Linked DNA regions of Macaca mulatta: region 2 is linked to region 1. A link is a contact called in public Hi-C data. All regions are on one chromosome and are shown on one strand. The core of a region is the stretch at or near the end of the contact, and the rest is flanking DNA. Distances in the headings are between cores, read along the strand shown.

Evidence for each region. A called contact is a pair of places that touch in the nucleus more often than the background predicts.
Region 2: a contact with region 1 is called in a Hi-C map of CD4 T cells, with 3 times the contacts expected there. The contact joins two enhancer-like sites. A contact is called at or near these places in 2 of 14 Hi-C or Micro-C datasets (CD4 T cells and liver).

Annotation. Positions count from the first base shown.
Region 1 is chr13:59,991,453-59,997,652 of T2T-MMU8v2.0, forward strand. It overlaps a transcript of SERTAD2 not described here. Among named protein-coding and RNA genes, the nearest start is that of SERTAD2, 83 kb to the right of the region's middle. Within about 2 kb of position 4,154, at least 14 of the 40 cell types and tissues checked have an H3K27ac peak or open chromatin away from gene starts, as enhancers often do. A contact at or near this core is called in CD4 T cells, where this site is marked.
Region 2 is chr13:60,084,500-60,091,252 of T2T-MMU8v2.0, forward strand. The region is part of intron 1 of SERTAD2 (SERTA domain containing 2); the gene reads left to right. Among named protein-coding and RNA genes, the nearest start is that of SERTAD2, 10 kb to the left of the region's middle. Within about 2 kb of position 1,657, at least 17 of the 40 cell types and tissues checked have an H3K27ac peak or open chromatin away from gene starts, as enhancers often do. A contact at or near this core is called in CD4 T cells, where this site is marked.

The DNA.
Region 1 (6,200 bases), core at 2,904-5,403:
TGAGCCAAGGTTTGCTACTAATGGCTCAGAGGCTGAAATGAAAAGTGAAATGGCTGTTGTTTCCCATCTAATAGCTTGATTTTGTTTTTATTTCCACTACCCAGTGTTTAAAAAAAAAAAAAAAAGAAAGCCAAGATCAAGATCCAAAAGCTCAAACAAACTAACATTTAATTTCCCAACTAGAATAGGACTGGCCTTGCCGTGACGTGAAAGTCTTGTATGGGAAACGTTTATTCACGGCTGCGCAGTTGACCATACTCATTGCTGGATCAGGGTGTATTCTTGTCTTCAAACAATCAAGCAGGTAAAAACCAATTGAGACTAAGCAGTTGGACTGACTCAATTTCTCTTTTTCCTCTCTGTTGAGAAATGTTTTAACTGTGTTTCTTGCCCCTACTTCTTGGTCTACCTGAGAGAATAGAACAAAAGTCTAATTAACAGTGGATTGGAAAGCAACAAAGAGTCCAGAGTGTGTTATCTGCCACTTATTACTGAAGGTTTATACTCCAATGATAGAGCAATTGCTAGCGCTTTGTCTTTATGTTTGCTTCTTTCTTAATTCTGTCATTCCTGTGTACTCTCTTGGAGCTTCTCATGGGCAAGATCTACAATTTCAAGTTGTGTGCAATGGATTTTAAGGGCAAACTGCAATTGTTCCAGGTCATTTATTGTTTTCTTTTTTCTTGAGGAATTCTTATTCTGACTGAAAACTGCAGCATGACCAGTGAAAAATTGTTGACCAGCTAAGGAAAATACATTTACAATAGTTTTTAAAAACTATTTGGAAAAGAGATTATACTTGGAGAAAATTTGTCTGTACTTTGGCTAAGTCCCTAGACATAAGCTTTATTGTGTACCAGGTCATGGATCCATCTTTCCTACCTTAGCATGAAATCCTTGTGGTACAAAGACACTCTTGTCTCCTCAGCATTGTTGTGTTCCACTGCCACTAATTTCACGTTATCACTAGTGTAGTGATTACTGAATAGTAAGTACACTAGATTGACATGGGTCATGAATATTTATTTTTTGCAGTACTTAGGCATTTTAAGAACAATATGATAAAAATGGAAACTTTTTCCATGCGGGCTAATTTAGGGTTATTAATAGTTATAAAGGTATTTGACTACTTGTTTTTCTGTTTTGATCTTACATGATGATTGGACAGGGAGATGGACAAAGAAGCATTGCATAAAAGAGATCACTTTCATGATGGAGGAGAGATGCTTGTTACCACCATTTTTTGTTTGTGCAGTCTACAAATCAGTTCATATGGCCTCTGACAACTGTTCTGGTGACCTAGGTTCATGTATTTTGGAGAAACAGTGACTTTTATTATTGAATAATTATGTGAATAAGGAGTTTTTTAAACATGGATTTTCCATTTCCTAAAATAGAGGCCTTTTCTTTAAGATTCTTTTGCTTCTCTTTATGTTGTTCGTACACTTATTGACATTGTTGGTGTGAGAATTACTCTTTTAAGTTGTTCTTCAGTTCAAGTTGTTGACATTCCAGCTAACAGTATCCCTACCTCTCACCTTGGGAATACAAAATGAGATTCTCTATGGAATACTTAAATCTTAACTTTTGAATGCTAGATGCAGGTATCAGTTTAAACTCATTACACCATTATATGATGAGGAAAAAATAGGCATTTTTATGACTAGGAAAAAGTTATTGGCAGAGAAAAGCTCTGTTTTGTTTAGTCAGTTACTGAAATGGAATGGAGTCTTCTCCTTTTTTTCTTTTTTGAGATGGAGTTTCACTTTTGTTGCCCAGGCTGGAGTGCAATGGTGCTATCTCGGCTCACCACAACCCCCGCCTCCTGGGTTCAAGCGATTCTCCTGCCTCAGCCTACCAAGTAGCTGGGATTACAGGCATGCACCACCACGCCTGGCTAATTTTATACTTTTGGTAGAGACAGGGTTTCTCCATGTTGGTCAGGCTGGTCTCAAACTCCTGACCTCAGGTGATCCACCTGCTTTTTATTAGGTGTGTCTTTGAAGCTGAAATGATTCAATGCTTACAGTCACCTATGAGCATTTGTGTAGTGAGTTCTTGGAACCCTTTGTGCTCCTGGAGAGGCAGTTTATGTAGCAAACGTATAGTAAGCAAGTGTATTATGACTTTTCTAACTATCACACCATCAAGCACATGATGCTTTGATGTACTGGAGTGCAGCGAGCAGTTACACCATGGGGTGTCAAGTGGAAACTCGGGCGCCTGGTCAACCCACTTATAAATTTCTGTTCTTCACATGTCCTCCTATTTTCTCTGTGTGCATTTATAATTGCTTTTAGTGATCCTGTCAATTTGACAAACAGAAAAGGTAACAAAAGCAAAGTCCAAATAGCCAGTTTTAGAATTTTAAGTAAAAGTTGGATCGGGGCAAATATTAAGAATAAGGGTTCCTGTCAATTCAGTTTCTCTTAGTATTCTTACTGATTGCCTTGACTGACAAGTTGACTGATTTACTTTATGTGAGGTTTTATTCTTTTAAAGATAGAGTTCGTGAACTTTGTACTGGCTCCAAATGTGTGAAGCTCTGCTCTAATCATTGCTTTTTTTCCGTCGATAAAATTCCTGCTCATTTAAAGCATTCCTGACTGAGACTATTAATGCTCCTGCCTGCTGCCTTTTTGCTATCCTTGTTTCACATCATCATTGACTCGTGTATTCAGGTATCTTTCACCACATAAAGGAATGAAGCTGGTGACAGCCATTTTCAAGTATAATCCGAAACTACTTCCAGATTTTTCTACAAAGGTGTTTGGCATCTGGGTTAGCACTCATGCTGGGGAGGAACCCTGGCGTTAGATAGCCCTCTAGGTTTCTTGATGTCTTTAGGATATGTGGCCAATATTACTTGCTGGCACCGACCCTGAAAAAGTTGAACTGGTGTCATACTTTTTACATTCCTGTTACGTCTAACTATAGAATGAAGGAAGTGCTCATGGCACTTCCCCCTTGTTTAGTGAGTTCTCCTCCACAGCTCTCAGAGGAGTTGGCCAGGGTCCGGCTGGATGCCCAGTCCATGTTTCTGTTCTTTTCTAGTTCCTGTAAGGTAATGCTGCATAAAACTTTCACTTGTTATCTTCTTTTTGTCTTATGTCTTCCTAAAAATTGAAAAGTAATATTTGTTATTATCATCACCATTTCTCAGACACTGAGAATAAGGCCTATCTTGGCTAAGTGTTTGACCTAGGATTATATGTAATCAACTGCAGAGCCAAAAACAGAACTTGGGATTCTTTCTGGGCTTCATTTTATTACTGAGCCATAGTTTCTCCTTTTTTCAGCTACACTTAAAACAGGACCAAAGAAACTAATTTCCAGGGACCAAGAATATTTCCCACATCTCTTCTTCAGTGTTCCAGTGTTAGGATTTACACGAGATTTATTGTCTGAAGTAAAGTTTCATTGCCAGTTATAAACACGATCCGCTCCCATATTATTCCTGATTTGACTGCTATCCCAGAAGGTGATGGATAGTTGAAGAAAGATTATAATGAATGCAGCCCCTATTTTCTTTTTTGCCCTTCTAAATTTGATTTAACAGGCTGATTTCTGCCAGGAAATTTCATGAATGGGCAAATGTTAATAAGCCAGATTTTTCCCCTTTATAGTAATAAATGTAACAAAATATCTCCCCATAGTTAGACTATGTTAGTACTTGAGTGAGTACTTCCTGAACTTATAGGAAGAAGCAACTGCAACCACTCTGAAAATGAAGTGGTTCCTATAAAACTTGGTTACTGCAGTCTGAACATATTTTATGCTTTGAAATATTTTGTCCATAGTTCTTTTTGTTAGTGAATATAGAGCTTGAGGGGAGTTCTGTAAAAACTAGAATCAACTGTTCTGCTTTCAAAATGCTTTTTAAAAATCAAACTGAGGATAAAGTTGCTGAATGACAGGTTTTCCCCACTTTCAGAGTAACAAAAGTGAAAGTTGCATTTTGATCAATTTTGCGTAGTCTTCTAAGTGAAATAAGATCCAAAGTGCATGCTGTTGTGCTCACACCAAGCAGTTAAGCAGTTTTGTTGTTTTAGTGCCGCTGAACGTGAACTGGTGCATGTCCACACATGCCACACATAAAGAGTCCATTCTTGCTCATGTGCAGCCTGAGAAGCCTGGCCACAGAGGTCTTGGGCTCAGTGGAAATTGGCAGCCTCTCTTCTCCTGTAAACAACAGCCTGACGTCACCCCATGCAGTGGTGATAGCGGACCCACTTCAGAGATTCCCCATTGACAGAACTGTGGAAGGGCCGGCTTTGATCATCTTCAGTCACGCTTGAGTGAACGTAATGCAGAGAAATTTGTTAATGTCAGAAACACTGGAGTAGCCCTTTAAAACTGTTTTTAAAGTACTTATCTGTGAATTTTCACATGTAATCCCAACAACAAATCTGTGTGATCAGCAAGAGAATTGTGGCTGTTCCCATCTTAGAAATGTGCCAATTCAAGTCCAGAGAATAAAAAGTTAGTAAGTGGTGGGGGAGTGACTGAAATTCAGGCCTTCTAAGCCCTGCCTTGTCTCTCTTTCCACTATATTAAATAATTTCTGTAGAGTAGTAACTGTTAATTGTTCCATTCTGCTACTTCCTCTCCCATCTAAAATGTGTGGTTTGATGATTTATGAATTTTCTTTTTTTCCCCAGTCAAGACATCTGTGCATGAACATCAGATACATTCTTTTTGCATTTGGGAACTCCTAGACAATAAGGTAACCCACTCCTCTGCTTCTGAGAGAGCCTTTGAAAAATCTAGCATAAGCCTATACTCACAGCTTAATTGGAAAGATTTATTAACAAGATGATCCTGTTGCTCATTTGGCTTCTGAAAGCTACATAAAATTGAGAGGATGAATGGTTGTAATTCTTTTGTGTTGTTAACTGGAAGAGGCAAAACCAACATAAAAGGACTGCTCTATTAGTTAGAAATCAGAATTTTATTGGGGGAGGAAGAGAAAGTTGAATAGCCACTGGTGAAAATATAACTTATTTGTTATATAAAATAGTTGTCTTTTCTCATGTGCTCACTTCTGGTTTATTTTCAGGCAGTTACAAAAAGTAGAAAAAGAACTATTACTTTCCATGATTTATATAGTTGCATATCTGATTTGGGAATACTTCAGGTTGTAGGTAGCTTTTGGTTTTCTGTTTGTGACTGAGTTAGTTTTTCAGGGTGACATTAAGAATAGGCGGGAAGAGTGCTTAGGTATGTGTGGATTATCCATAGTGAAGTATGGGGACCTTCTCTGCTGAATGCCCAGAACTTGGAGCAGCTCACCTGGGAGGTGTATGTTTAGGGAATACAAATTTATGTTGATTTTAGTTTACCCTTGACTGAAAAGCAAATGTAGTTTTAAAAAATAAACTGCTTTTTAAAATGTACTTTGGCAGATAGCAGGCACTCAAAGAAATGAGTTTTAAATAAAGCTGTGATAATCAGAAGTTAATTATTTAGCAACCTCAATAAGCTAGCATCTATACAAGAGTGACTAAAATATACCCAAGATAAAGAGTACATTTGGGCTGGGCGTGGTGGCTCATGCCTGTAATTCTAGCACTTTGGGAGGCTGAAGTGGGAGGATCACCTGAGGTCAGGAGTTCGACACCAGCCTGGCCAACATGGTGAAACCCGTCTCTACTAAAAATACAAAAATTAACTGAGCGTGATGGCGTGTGTCTGTAGTCCCAGCTACTCAGGAGGCTGAGGCAGGAGAATCACTTGAACCTGGGAGGCAGAGGTTGCAGTGAACCAAGATTGCACCATTACACTCCAGCCTAGGTGATTGAGCAAGACTCCGTCTCAAAAAATAAAAAAAGAAAAAATTAAATAAATAAATAAATTTGGGTGAAAGAAATATATCTTACTGAATAAAGTAAAACAATTTAAAAGGCTATTTATTTTGCATTTTATTGCATTAAATGGAAAAAAATGTTTTGCCTTTAAAAGATGACACTACCAGTTTTTAAAATGACAGCAGGCTGAAGGAATAAAGTATATAGAAGGTTCTCAAAGCCTCCATTTATGAAGAAACAAAGAAAACAAGTCACTGCCTTCTTACCATCTTTCTCTTTTTTCTGTGAGTGACAAAGAATAAGGAGCAAGTAACAGCTGCCGGCCAAAGCCTCTCACTTCTGTTCTGCAGTTAAAGTCTCAAAGTCTAGGGCTGCTGTGAGCATGGAGTGATG
Region 2 (6,753 bases), core at 407-2,906, 91 kb after region 1:
GAGGCTCATTGTTTTATTGGGAGTCCATGTTGGAAGCCCCACTGGAAATTCTGAACTGTTGGCTTCCCCACATTCACATCTCCTGACTTGGGTGTGTGTTTGTTGTTGTGTGTTTGTTCTCATTTCAGGAATCCTCCAGGGATTCTAACCATGGTTTTTGAAACGTCAGTGTTAACTTTTGCATACAGGGAAACAACCTTTCCTATACACAGTACTTCCAGAGTTTGAACCATACCATAATTTAATTTATTTTGGCCTTGGAAAAGCTCCCAGCTTGCTTAGCATTGTTCTGTGGATACCTGAATTTGAAAACAATCTTGAAAATGTATATACTTTGAGAGCTGTAGGTAGAAATTGCAGTGAAGAATCAGACTTCTGCGCTCCTTGCTGCTCGGCTGCGCCCCCTCGTGGCTGGATGTGATGTGCTGTCTTGCAGAGTTTAAAGAGTTCCAACTTGAATTGGGCGTGCTTGTTTACATGAGCAGTAATAGCTTTCTTCTGTGTGAAAAAAAAACCTATCAAATTAATATAATAGTTTTCATTGGGGGTGTGAGTAATTTATTGTGCTTATTTTATATGTTTTAATTTTAAAAATATGTATTGGCGTGTTGTGGTTTGTAACTTTTTATTATGGAAAATTCCAAACACACTCAAAAGTAAAAGCGAGAGTACAATGCACTGCCTTGTACTTATCAGCCAGCCTCAGCAGGTATCAACATTTTGTCAAATCTCGTTTCATCTACATGGCCAGGTTTTGGGGTTTTTGTTTGTTTGTTTGTTTTGGAGTATTTTAAAGCAAATTCCAGGCATCAGAGCATATTATGTTTTTGTTAACTTCAGGTTAAAAACTGTATAATTCTACTCAATCTTTTACTTGAATTAAGTGTGCCATTCCCAAGTAATCCTTTTTCTTTATAAATTTTTAAAAAAATTCCTTAAAACTGAGAAAACAAATAAAGCTTTTTTCTTTCTAATTTTTTTTTTTTAAATCGAGTGTACCATACTTTTAGCCAGAATCCTTAGGTAAAATAAAACAATTGACAGCATTCTCATTGTCCTTGGAAGAAGGTGATTGGTGTCCATAGCTTCATAAGAGTTGGGATTAAAACTTAAAATTCCCAGCTGGCAGAGGAACCACTGACACAGGATATTAGAAACATTTTATACCATTGACATTTATATTCTAAAAAGCCCATTTTCTTTCCAGATGTGTACTAACAAGGCCGTAATTTAAAGAAATAATTATTTGAAACATTCTCTCCCAGAATTTGACTATATTTTGCTTACTAAATGCAGTTGTCAACATTTTTAAAAATTATTTTACTAGGAGAAAAGATTATATTTGACAAACCTCCAGTATTGGAAATTGTCTTCAATTTAATAGAAGCATGTAAAAATCTGAGAGGAGAAACTAGGATTTAAAAAATTTGAACTTCAGAAAACAACCCCAAACAGTAAAAGTTGTTTCTTAAATTTACTTAGGGTTTGACTTCCTGGTCGAATTTCAGTGTATCCTCAGGCTTCCCCGCCCCCTGCCCTCTTCTCCACTGTCAAGAAAGCCAGGATTGCTCCTGCAGGTCTTCGTCAAATGCAGGGTCTGATCTTGCACAAACAGCCTAAGTTGCGTTGCCCTGCGGGCCCCCGCGCGGCCGGTGCGCAGCGGGAGAGCCCGGAGGAGGCGCCGGCAGCAAACAGTGGTATCGGGTTACAGGTTCAGAATATCGCTGGAGCACTGGTGACTGGCTTTATAATTACATTGCCGATTTGTTAGGGGAGGCTTGTCTTCCTTACCAATTAGCATGGATGTTACTGCAGGGGCCTCAAATTCTGGATGAGCTTTGGTTGTTTTGTTTTTGTTTTTGTTTTTGTTTTAAAGCATCCCGATCCATAGAACTTCATGGGTTCTGTTACTAACACTCCCTCTTGTCTTTGGGCATCCTTACGGTGTCTGTAAATAAGCCAGAGACGGTCTCTCCCTGTTGGAACGTTTGCCCCTGTTTCTGCCCACTCCCCTCGGCCAGACGCAGTTGTTTTGGGGTCCGAGGTCTACTTTTGCTCTTTGGATACCCCAGCACCCCCCCGCACCGTGCTGGAGGGGACAGCCCACATCCCGTGCCTGCTGCAGTGTCAGGACACACGAGCCCCGGCTGAGGACGTGCCTGTTTCTCTTAGCTTCCTTTCTGATTCTGCCAGCATCATCCACCACTGCAACCTTTTCAGGGCAGCCTCTTTGTTTTCGCTGCTGTGTTTTCTTGTTCCTTGGGGGAGGAGGGTGTTAAAAGCCTGGACATGATCAAGATTTCTTAGTCCAGTGTGTTGTTTAAGGTGTAATATTTTAAGTGTAGAAAGTTGTCTAAGCAAATAGCTTCCCCCAATTAGGATCGGGCTTCTCCTTCCGGCTCAGAAGTTGCTGTGTCACACTACGACAGCAGCCTGGAGGCAGAGCACTGGGGTCCTCAGCGTCCCACCCTCAGGCTGGTGGGAGGTTCCCTTTTGTCATGAACAGAGGCTCTCCCACTTGGATGCCTCAAAAGCAGGGTCCTAAATGCATTGGAAGGCCAGCCTGTGGAGTGAGGAGAAGAGAAACAGCATATTCTGTGTTTCAGAAGTTGTCTCAAAACAATCCTGGCCCTACTTCGAGCCTCTTTTCGGCTCAGAAGTCTGCCACATGCCCAGCTAATTTTACCAGGGGCACCCCTTCTACCACCACCGCCAAAAGACACCAGCAGAATGAATGTGTTTCCACTTAGGGCTGTGGGCTTTGGTGCCACAGGATGTCAGGGGAAGGGAAGGACCGCTGCCAGCCTTCTTGTAAGACAATTGCCACACGTCTTCTCTCAGCTTTTTTCTGACAAAGAAGTGGGTGCATGAGGGCAGATCACTACTTTGAGCGTTGGCATTGGGGTAAAGGCCTCATCTTTCTTGTTTTAGCGTTAGCATTGGCACCTCTGGACTCGTCAGCAACCAGTGGTCACACCAGCAGCCATATGGGACAGTGTAACTGATGAGGTTAGGGATACGACTCGTTAAAGCTCTTCTTTGAATTAGGAGCCTTTTTCCTGAGAGCTGTTAGCTAGCGTTTTGAAAACATTCCTGTTGAAGTATAGCATGCATGTGGAGCCGTGCAGGATCCCGCGTGTGCAGGCCGGTGACTCATCACGAGGCAGGCCCCAGCTGCACTCTCCACCCAGGTGAGCGGCAGAGCATGGCCAGCTCGCCCCACTGGCCGCCGGTACACCACGGCAGACACGGGAGTTCAGTGTTGCCTTGTTACCTGACTTTTAAAACAACATACCACTTAATTGTGAAGCCTGCTGCACTCTTGAGAAGAGAGCATACAGAATGTCTAGTTGTTGCTGTTTCCCAAAAGGAAATTGGAAAAAGCTCTTGAAAAGGTGCACAAGGTACAAACCAGTTGGGCTTCTAAGGCGATGCTTTCCTGGGTTCCCCGTCTATCCCCGCACCGGGTCAAGGTGGTGCCGAGCTGCACAAGCCCCAGGGGTGCAGGACCAGGTGTCTCCACTCAAGCTTTGATTCCTTTTTGGTCACAAGATCAGTCACACCTTCCCCAATTATTTCCTCTCTTAAGAATTTAGAACTAAGCTGTCAACTTTGACCCCCTTTTAAAGTCCTTTTGTGGCATGCATTCCCTTTCTCCAGACACTTGAGTAGAAAAGTCTGTCAAGAGTTTTCCTTCTGCCCGGGGTTAATGACAGTCATTTGGGATGAATCAAGTTAAAACATAATGCAGAGTTTTACATCTATGAAGACTTTTGCATCTTTTTTTGACTGGCACAGAGAAACCCAGCAAGCCAGTCTTCATGGGCTGAGGAGGGCTCCCTGTGCAGGCCTCCTACAGCCCCCGCACTGCCCCCAGGGCCTGTCGAGGGAGCTGCCAGGATGCTGTGATGTCTGAAGAGGCTGGGGTGAGCCTGCAGGTGAAAGCAGTGGTTTTCGTTGGTGGTGGTAGGATGACAGAAGCGGTAATTTGGAAAAGTCAATTTAATACTCTTACTTTAAAAATTCATAACATTTATTTTGACGGTTCAAATAACATTAAAGGACAGTAATTTTTTTAAAAAAAGATTTTAAAGAGGTGTAGCTTTTAAATAGTTGGAAAACATTGAGCTAAAGATAACTTTTTCTGATGTATCTTTTAAAAAATTGTTTGCATTTTTTTTTTTTTTTTTTTTTGCAAAATGTAGTAGTGGGAGTTGTTACTTACTCTTTTAAGCGTAAGTACTATTTCAGTTCCTTTTTGAGCTTTGGATAAGATCCCACCGCCATCACTTTAAGACCCCAGCAAGGAGAATCTGGGCTCCACTGGGCCAGTAGGATCTGACACAGGAGTTTGAGAACCTGAGTTTTGTCATTAAAATTGAGTTTAAGACATCTTAACTCTGCATGCAGGCTTTTGTTTTCTAATGTCAGTTGTCAGTTACTATCACAAAAATGCTGTTCATTCCTTTTTGCCCTGCTAAATTAGACACAAATAAGGAAGGCCTTGGGAATCAAGATTAACTGAATAAAGATATCCTCTGGCCTAAACTTGAAATGGCCTGATGAGGGAAAGAAGAACCGGTAGTTTCTCAAAGTGAGGTTCCCAGACCAGCATCACCTGAAAGCTTGTTGGAAATGCCGATTCGAGGGCCCCTCCCCAGATGTGCTGAAGGAGAAATATGGGAGGTGGGGCCCAACCGCCTGTGCTTATCAGGCCTCCAGGTGAGCCTGAGGCTTTCCCGTGGTTGAGAAGTGAAGGATGGGAAAGTGGCTCACAGAAGAGCTTCTCAGCTGGAGCTCTCCTACCTACTCTGTATCTCAGCTGCTGGTGCATTGCGCCACCCTGATCCCGCCCTGTAAAACCGTTCAACTGGGAGGTCTGTGCAACCCTCCTGTTCCTCAGATCCTCCCTCCCAGACACAGTTCTCACTCAAGGACACACACACACACACACACCGAGCTGTCTCTGTTTTTACAGTGCTGCCCTGGCTGCCCCTTGGTGTCTTTCCTCATTATTTCCACTTACCGTTCGTGTATTCAGTGACTATCTAAGGAGCATCTTGTGTTGGAGACTGCCGTCTGCTGAGGATGCAGAAGTGACCAAAACACACACACCGTCTGTGCCCTGGAGGGCTCACTATCTTGAGACGGGAAACAGATACGAAGAGACAGTCCCACCTTAAATATAAATTTCAAATAGGCTACGAATCTATTTCCACTGGTCTCCCGGCTGCCCCCAGCCCACAGGAATCTCTCAGACTCCTTACGGTAGGAGTCGCTCAGATTCTGGAATTGCAAAACCCCAAAAAGTCAAGTCATTCAGGCTCCTGGTCCTCTGGTCCTTTGACTTCTGAGGACACTTCTAGTGAGTGACATATGTTACTTTTGAGCATCTGCCCAGATTGTAGCTTTTGAGGGCGGGGTCCTTCCTAATGAAAAGTTGCACAGTTGAAAACTAGTTTTGGTGTACAGAGTTGTGTTTAGTATGAAATTTCCTGGAAAACTCCAGAAGTTTTCATTTATGTCGCTACCTGTGAGTTTTGTCCTTTATGTTTGAAACTTGGTTTGCTGCAGTTAATAGTTGCTAAAATTAATGTTTAGAAAACTAGAATGCTAGGAATTTGTTTCTGAAAAGTTTACTGGGGAGGGAAGTCGTTTGATCTCAAACCTCATGTTAAGAGCCGATGACTATTCAGTAGAAAAGTGGCTGTGGTTAGTTTTAGGCCCCTTAGGGTGGGCAGAAGAAGGAGGAGCACCCACATGATTCCTCCACGTGGGAGTCTCCAGCCCCACCCTGGAGCTCAGGGTCACTTTGAGTCTTTGTCTGGAAAAATTGGGTAGAAGGCATGGGTTTTTTAGGCTTTGGTCTTCACCAGCCAAGGGAGGAGATGAAGTGGAGTGTCAAAGCCCTGGGGTGACCTAGGAAGCCAGTGGGTCACAGGCCCCCCTTTCGTGAACTCCAGGCCCATCCTCCACAGGAACCACAGCACCCCCCCTAGAGTTACCTAGACATCCTTAGCCAGCTCCTGCTACTGCTTCATCTTCAAGTTGCAGCCCAGTGAGGCCTTTTTGAAAGGTCCCTTGCCTCTCCAAAGGGCGGTTAAAGAACTATTGTTATTTTCTTAGACTGCCTGAGGAAAGAGAGGCTTCTGAGGAGCTAGGAGCTGGGCCCACCCTGACCTTGGCCAGCCTGAGCCAGGCCCAGAGAGGCCCGGAGGGGCTGATGCGCCTGGCTTCTTGCCCTCTGGTTCTTGAGGGCATGTTGTGTCTTTTCTCCTTTAAACTGGGCCCTGCGTAAGGAGGTGGTTGTTACACAAAACCCTGAGAGTGAGAGTTCCCACTGCCCTCCCCATCTAGGAGTTGGAGGCCTCTTCTGAATATGCTCATTGTAATGTTACTGCAGTGTGTCAGGCAAACTTAAGGAAAATGACTTCACTTTTTATTATGTTGCATTGTATTCCTTTCTGTAACAGCTTAGATAGGATTAAAAATCAAGATGATACGCATTTTACAGTCTTACTGGGTGTGTGGAGTCAGTTTTGCCTTATAATATAATACAAAATAGAGAAATGGTGGCAAACCTGCCTTGAGGTACACTCCATCAGGGGTCCTTATTCATACCTCTGAAGTGCATCCAAGATTTGGTGTGTGTGTCTGTTCCTGCTCACAGATTTTGCTTACCGAGCCCTCTGCCCTCCCCTTCCAGGCAGCATTACAGATGTCTTATCAGGCTTTCTCTAAATCATTAGGATT